Linked DNA regions of Drosophila melanogaster: region 2 is linked to region 1. The links are chromatin contacts, called in public Hi-C maps. All regions are on one chromosome and are shown on one strand. The core of a region is the stretch at or near the end of the contact, and the rest is flanking DNA. Distances in the headings are between cores, read along the strand shown.

The links. Hi-C and Micro-C count contacts between places; a contact is called where the count stands out from the background.
Region 2: a contact with region 1 is called in a Hi-C map of the Kc167 cell line, with 7 times the contacts expected there. The contact joins the enhancer-like site here to the promoter of CG1998 in region 1. A contact is called at or near these places in 6 of 107 Hi-C or Micro-C datasets (the Kc167 cell line, the S2 cell line, embryo and 2 more) and 1 of 6 datasets of contacts at active chromatin or transcription factors (the Kc167 cell line).

Annotation. Positions count from the first base shown.
Region 1 is chrX:13,411,007-13,414,652 of dm6, forward strand. It overlaps CG1998, which reads right to left and starts at 2,068. Exons shown (of 7, transcript NM_132659.3): 1 at 1,976-2,068; 2 at 1,481-1,916; 3 at 1,256-1,410; 4 at 346-419. The coding sequence starts at 1,690. It overlaps Set2 (SET domain containing 2), which reads left to right and starts at 2,236. Exons shown (of 4, transcript NM_132660.4): 1 at 2,236-3,646. The coding sequence starts at 2,461.
Region 2 is chrX:13,633,135-13,636,780 of dm6, forward strand. All of the region lies in intron 1 of NFAT (NFAT nuclear factor), which reads left to right. Among named protein-coding and RNA genes, the nearest start is that of NFAT, 10 kb to the left of the region's middle. Within about 2 kb of position 1,702, at least 29 of the 39 cell types and tissues checked have an H3K27ac peak or open chromatin away from gene starts, as enhancers often do. A contact at or near this core is called in the Kc167 cell line, the S2 cell line and wing imaginal disc, where this site is marked.

The sequences.
Region 1 (3,646 bases), core at 818-3,317:
TGTGTGAGTACTAAACATTTGTTTGCTGAAGAATTCAAATTTGCGTGAGTAACGCGGCGATTCATTTCGCCTAATTGGCAGCACTTCTGGTTGCATTTGTATCTGTATCTCTTGCATGTGTCTCTTTGTATCTTTGTGCCCGTATCTCTGTGTCTGTGCGATGGAATTAGTAAACAAAACAGTTGTTGTTGACATTTTGCTGTGTCGCCCAGTGGCTGAGAGTTGCAATTTGCACAGTATCGCCCATGTACACAATGTACACAAAGAGAGGAGCAAAGTTTACCTGTCAACTTATCCATTCTTTTACCCTTTGTTTTGGATATGATACTTGTTAGATTCACTTACCGAACGAGTCGATGAATTTGTCCCACTGCGACTGCCAGAAATCACCGGAGGCTCCCCAAAAGCTCTGCAGATGCCTGGCATAGATATAAGAAACCTCCATGAATTTATCCTCCATGGCTCGTAATCTCAGTGTGTATATGTATATGTTCTGGTTCTTGCAGAATTGGCTTTCTCCCGATTCTTCGCTCTCTCTCTCTCTCTCTCTCTCGCTTTCTTCACGCAAATCGCGTGTCTTCGCTGCTGAGCGTCGCAAAGGCAACTGGCGATTTTGATCGCAGGGAAAAGCGCAGCTCACAAAACCGAAGCTCAACTTAGTTCCACACTCTCGCCAAAAAAAAAAAATGAGAAAGAGAGAGTGTGGGGAAGAAAGCAGAAAACCGAACTTTGGATGCCCTTCTATGTCGTTTGTGATCTAGAAATCTATGGTATGCTATGCTAACCTCGTTCATAAAGGCAATTCGAGTAGATTTTCGCCTTAGAAAGCCTATTTCATGATTGCACTTTCAATTTGTCTATTATTCTATAGCAATGAAGAGTATACGCTTAAATAACTAAACAAACACGCTGATTACTATTCCGTTCTCTTCACCTGGGAATATAGTGAAATCTAATGCAACTCTTATATAATGGTCCACTCTGAGGTCACAAGGGCTATCGACTCAGAATGCGGATTTTAAATTTTGCATTTTTGAGCAAAAAAAAAAAAAACAAATTATGATATCAATAAGCTTATAATAATGCAATCATTGCCCCAAAACTATTTTCAGCTATTATCTTTACTAATTGGGTAAGTTGGCCCAGAAGCTTCCATTTAGATTGAAAATCTGTGTGAAAATTACTAAGCCCTAAACGAGGAGAGGTGCCAGAAGGCGGGAGAAAGCGGACTCCCGCCCAGAATCCCGATAATTACCAGGTGAGCACGTTGCGGAACAGAATGAAGGCGGCCAGGGCGCAGGTGATGATGAAGATGACGCTGTGCAGCGAGGACAGCCAAACGTCGGCGGTGCGGGCGTCATCCCAGTTTTGCAGCGGTGAACCAGGCAATGGTGTCTGTTCCTTGGCATTCTGGGGGATCAGGGGATTATTAATTATTATTATTATTAGTATAGAGTAGATGTGATTCCAGCCGGCTTACATCATTCAGGTTGAGGTAGACCGGCGGCAGACCCGCCTTGTCCTTGACGATTCCACCGCCCAACGAATAGGAGGAGGAGGATGATGATGATGAGGAACTGTTCCCAGAGCTTCCCGCTTGCTGGGACACCGAAATGGGCGAGGATGCGGATAATGAGCCGGATGAGAGGCCCATGCTATTTGGCGGTTTTCCGTGCACCGGATTTGACATATTTACGTCTTAATCTCGAGTAGTTTCCCGGTTTTTCTTACTTTCCTTCCGAAACTTTCCCAGTCAAGTTGCTCTCTCGCTCTCTTCGTAGATTTTCCGTTGCTTTCCTATTGTTTTTGTTGTGGCTTTTCCGTTGTCCTTGACATTTAACGCATTTCGATTTTTCGATTGTTTGGCAGCCCATGTGCGTGGAATTCGAAACGAATTCGGCCTGCTGGCAAGCGCACTGAATAAATAATAATAATTATAAATAATTGTTAACTTTGCAACATGAAACGTTTGTACAAAACAAAAAAAAAGTGCGAGCGATTATTTTTGAATTTTCCTAATCAAGCTCTCTCGCTCTCTCTCTCTCTATCGCTATCTCGCACGCAGTGTGACCATGCCAAGCATGGCCAATAATATACCACAGACTGAGCGAGGACATCTACCCTGTACGTAGCCTAGGTACTCATCCCGAAAACAAAATCTCGCTTGGCAACACTGCGCGCAGTGCATAAACAACAAGAAAGAAGAAGACCGCCGACGGAGAGAAAAATCGAAGTTGCATTGGTATTGGTGTCTCGCCGTGTGCATGTGACAGCAAGTGCAGTTAGTTTCTAACTAATCGTTTCAGGGATTTGGGATGGCACGCAAAGAGTAGATATCACTGCAAATCGGACACAAATCTGCATCCCCCGTCGTTGGACTGCGCGATTTAGCATCCGGAGGCTGCGGCTAGCCCGCTGCGCTACACCCGCCGCACCACCCCGCCCTCACTTCGCCCACAAATGGAGGAGTCGGGTCCGCCAAGCAATCCGTCTCCGGTTGCGTCACGTGGCCGCGGACGTGGTCGCCCGCCGAAAGTGGCGCTTTCCGCGTTGGGAAATACGCCCCCGCACATTAATCCATCGTTAAAACACGCCGATGCAGAGGCATCGCCCACGGCGCCGGAGGATCAGGATTCCGGACAGAGCGAGTGCCGGCGCAGTTCGCGCAAGAAAATCATCAAGTTCGATGTCCGGGATTTGCTAAACAAGAACCGCAAGGCGCACAAAATCCAGATCGAGGCACGGATCGACTCGAATCCCAGTACCGGCCACTCCCAGTCAGGCACAACTGCAGCATCCACATCCATGTCAACAGCAACAGCATCAGCCGCATCTGCATCCTCAGCCGCGACCGTGAGCCGTTTGTTTTCCATGTTCGAGATGAGCCACCAATCATTGCCGCCACCACCACCGCCGCCAACCGCCCTCGAGATCTTCGCCAAGCCAAGACCCACACAGAGTCTGATTGTGGCCCAGGTTACCAGTGAACCATCGGCTGTTGGTGGCGCACATCCTGTGCAGACGATGGCCGGCCTGCCGCCGGTGACACCTCGCAAGCGGGGTCGTCCCCGTAAGAGTCAACTAGCGGATGCGGCCATTATTCCAACTGTCATTGTGCCCAGCTGCTCCGATTCCGATACGAACTCCACCAGCACGACCACTTCCAACATGAGCAGTGACAGCGGCGAGCTTCCTGGCTTTCCCATACAGAAACCCAAGTCCAAGTTGCGGGTCTCACTCAAACGCTTGAAACTGGGCGGCCGGCTGGAGTCCTCCGATTCGGGGAACTCGCCATCGTCCTCTTCGCCGGAGGTTGAGCCACCAGCACTCCAGGATGAGAACGCCATGGACGAACGGCCAAAGCAGGAGCAGAACCTGAGCCGAATGGTCGATGCCGAGGAAAACTCCGATTCCGACTCACAGATCATATTCATTGAGATCGAAACGGAGAGCCCCAAGGGAGAGGAGGAGCAGGAAGAGGGACGGCCAGTCGAGGTGGAACCACAAGATTTGATCGACATCGACATGGAGCTGGCCAAGCAGGAACCAACTCCCGACCCGGAAGAAGATCTAGATGAGATTATGGTGGAGGTGCTCAGTGGGCCACCCAGTCTCTGGTCAGCGGACGATGAAGCCGAGGAAGAGG
Region 2 (3,646 bases), core at 452-2,951, 220 kb after region 1:
GCCCTATAGAGATCCTCACATGAGCCGAAAATGGCTTAATTTGAATATGAATGGACTCAAACTGTCTAAATAACACTATCATAACATTTGCATAGCTGGTTATGAAAAACTCAAGTAAAGTTAATGCCGCTCAATACGGGGATTTATCGAATTGCAGTGAATGGCTTTGCGCGAAAAGTGTTGGAAAACGTACAGATTGATAGTTGAAATGTAATATACCGTATAACCTTTTCTTGATTTTACTGACAACTGATTAAAGTGTGAAGATTGCCGAATATAACTTTTACTATCCCATAAATCCCGAGACATTATGTATGTACATACCGGTAGCAAATAGAACACCCAAAAAAGATCTTATCATCCGGGGTCAGCAGAAAAACAGAATCGCAGAGATAAAGAACAAATAGCGAGAGACCCAAACGAAACTTACCTGTTTGAACTGAACTATTTTTCGTATTCGTATTTTGTATTTTGTATTTCTTGTATTTCGTATGTTCGAATTCCCCTGACCGTTGTGTTCCCCTATTGCGTAAATATTTGCCTTTTGTATTTATCGTTTTATGTAAGAGATTATTAGAATTTATGCTCTACCTTGAGTGGGGGCTTTGTGCTGGCGAACTCTGGCGGCTACGCGACACGTGTAGCACCCGTTTCGAATCGAAAAATCCACGCGGGGGGGTGGGGGTATGCTAGATAGAGTTAGATAGAGTAGGGCTAAGGCTTCACTTACAGCCGCAATACTATTACTATTTAGTCTGTCTGCGAGATAATAATAGGGATCCCGACTCGACGGGGCAAACAAATCCGAATCAAACCAGATCACATCAGATCGCAAAAGTAGTTCGCATTCGTACGAGTATTCGCGTTCGCATTTTGATGACGATTTCTGCTTCCTCTTCCACGCAGTCTGCGGCGGGTTTTTTAACGATCAGAGAACCCAAAACCCAAAACCCAAAACCCATCAAGACCAGACCACACCATATACCATAGCATACTCGAAGCGATCAGACAAAAGTCTTGCAATTACTTTATTTTATTTTTTCTTTTTTTTTTTGGCAAGGCAAATCGCAGACGCACAGCTTAGCGATTGCCGTCGGTCTAGTCGTTTTCGGTAATGTAAGTGGTCAAGGTTGACTTGAGAATACCCTGCTATAAGGGTAAGACTATTGGCGTTACTTACTTATGGGGTATATCATGTTAATATAAGGCCTTTTAAAAAAAATGCAATTCAAATTCAATACAGACTAAATATACTTTCATGTTGTAAGCTTAGCTTAGAAGATTCCATACAGCTCTGATCACGTTTATATAAGGAAATACGCTGTTGGCTGGCTTTTCGCATGCTCTACGAGTCCAGTGGATGATCTTTGAAACCGCAGGGCATTCACAGGTCGTTGGCATACATACTACTTTGTGGGCTGAGCGTGTTTTTGTTGCTTTTTCGCTTTGTATTGTGAAATTCGCGAGCGCAGACGTCTAATGTACACATTTGTACATATGTACATATGTGATCACCGCCGAATGTATCTGTATCTTTTATGAGCTGGGCGTGAGCGGTGTCTGATAAGATTTTGTTTACTTTTCGCTTGGCGGCTGTCTCGCGATTCTCTCGATTTTTCGGCACTACCAAATATACATATGTATATGTATGTTTGTTTGTATGTACAACACTTACGAGGTACGATTACGAATTCTATGAAAATTGCTGTCGAGAAGTGAGAAAACGAATATGTACATACATGCATATGTATGTACATGCGATACAGCAGCTATGACGAACACTGCGATTTGCTTGGGCGCTTCGATGATGTCGGTTTTTGATTGAGGATCGCGATTGAGCGCACATTTCAGCATCTTGAAAAGTCTACACTTACACTAATGTACATACATACATATGTAGATACGTGTATATATGTTTAGGTCGTTTGTGAGTGCCTGGCTGGCCGCTGGCTACTGTTGTTGTTTATTATATTATATTGTATTTTTTTTGTTTTTGCTGATTCCGATTGCTGGCTTTTTGTTTTGGCCCAAGTCACGTGACGTGCGCGTGCCTCAGTTGTCCGCGTTTTCTGACGCGCTCGCTGCCCGCTATCTGCTCACCATTTCTTCCCTCGCCAATTCTTCGGGCTCCTTTCTTCTCATTTCAACGGTTTGTTTCTTTACTTTCTTCGGCTTTGATTGTTCCGTAATTGTTTTCGACAATCTATCTGCGCCCGGGTTCATCTCTTGAATGTTTTAGAAACTGCGCTGGTTTTTCATTCATGGAATCAAATAAAACGGCCATTCATAAACAAATTAGAGCTTCCTTTATTGTTCCTGCTGTCTTATACAATCCATAATTTGAATATTCATAAAACGCCGGCGCATATGTACATACGTACATATGTATTTTGGTATTGTTTTTAATATTTTTTTTGAAAGAATGAAAGAAATATGTGCTCCACAAATTATGATGGCTACTCTCATTACCCTGCAATTCGCATCGATTTATATTCCATTATTGTTGCGAGCGAACTAAAGTTGAGAATTATATGGTGATGTGTGTAAACAAAAACAATAATAAATCGCCCAGCGTTCAAAAGTAAAAAAGCCTGGTAAAAAAAAAAATTAGCAGAACAATGTACGAATATGAAAATGTTGATGAAAGATTTGAAGGCTGTGTGAATAGAAGAAGAAAAAGATCTAGAATGAGATTAAAAACAAAAGATAGGGCAAAAAAAGAGGGGCTGGAGAAATGTATTATTATTTAGCGCATTTCGTGACATTGCTGGGCAGTTTAGTCATCCATTCGATCCTATGAATTGATGAAAACGCACGACAAGCAAACCAAACACAAATACATCAATTAACAGCAATTTATTCAGTTCTTGATTAATTTACTCTTCGTTTTAGAGACATTTTTCTCGAGCCATTCTCTTTATTTTTCATTTTTCTATCGCCGATAAGAGAACTCACTCCCTACGTAAGATATAAGATCTAAACTTCAGTCGAATCAAGTTAGTTTTTGCATTTATGCCGTACCCTCTTTTTTTTCCCGCAAGCCAGTGTATGTATTATTAATTATATATGTAACATGTGTTCTTTTGCTAACACAATCGTTTTTACTGCATTGAAATATTGTAGAAAAACATGCTGACCAATCAGCTTATTGAACACTTTATACAATTTATTATATAATATTATATTTCGAATGAAGTGCTTTGCCTTTAAGCTAATGTTTCCAAACTTCTCAACTTGACAATATGATAAATTACATAATAAATTAAAATCGAACCCTTACAACGGCTATCTTTAATTGATCTTTAGTGAATCCCCCCGCAACTAGACGGTATGCTAATCAATTTAACGCGTAAATGCAAATTATATATATTACCGTTCGCTTTTCACCTCAATCTCTTTGAAGTCTAGTGGGCGTGGCCCATTTACATATGCTTAAAAGTGGAAAGGCCACACGACAAACAACCATTTCTCCCGCTGCTGCTGTGGCCAAAATACCAAACCAGGGACAAGGTGTTGTCATGGCCGTGTTATCAAATCCCCATCCATCCACGTGATGCCAAAAAACAAGCACTTGCCAAACCACTCAACAACCAGCCACCCACAACATCCATAGAGACGACGCAGGTACATTGGTATGGTCGCCGAA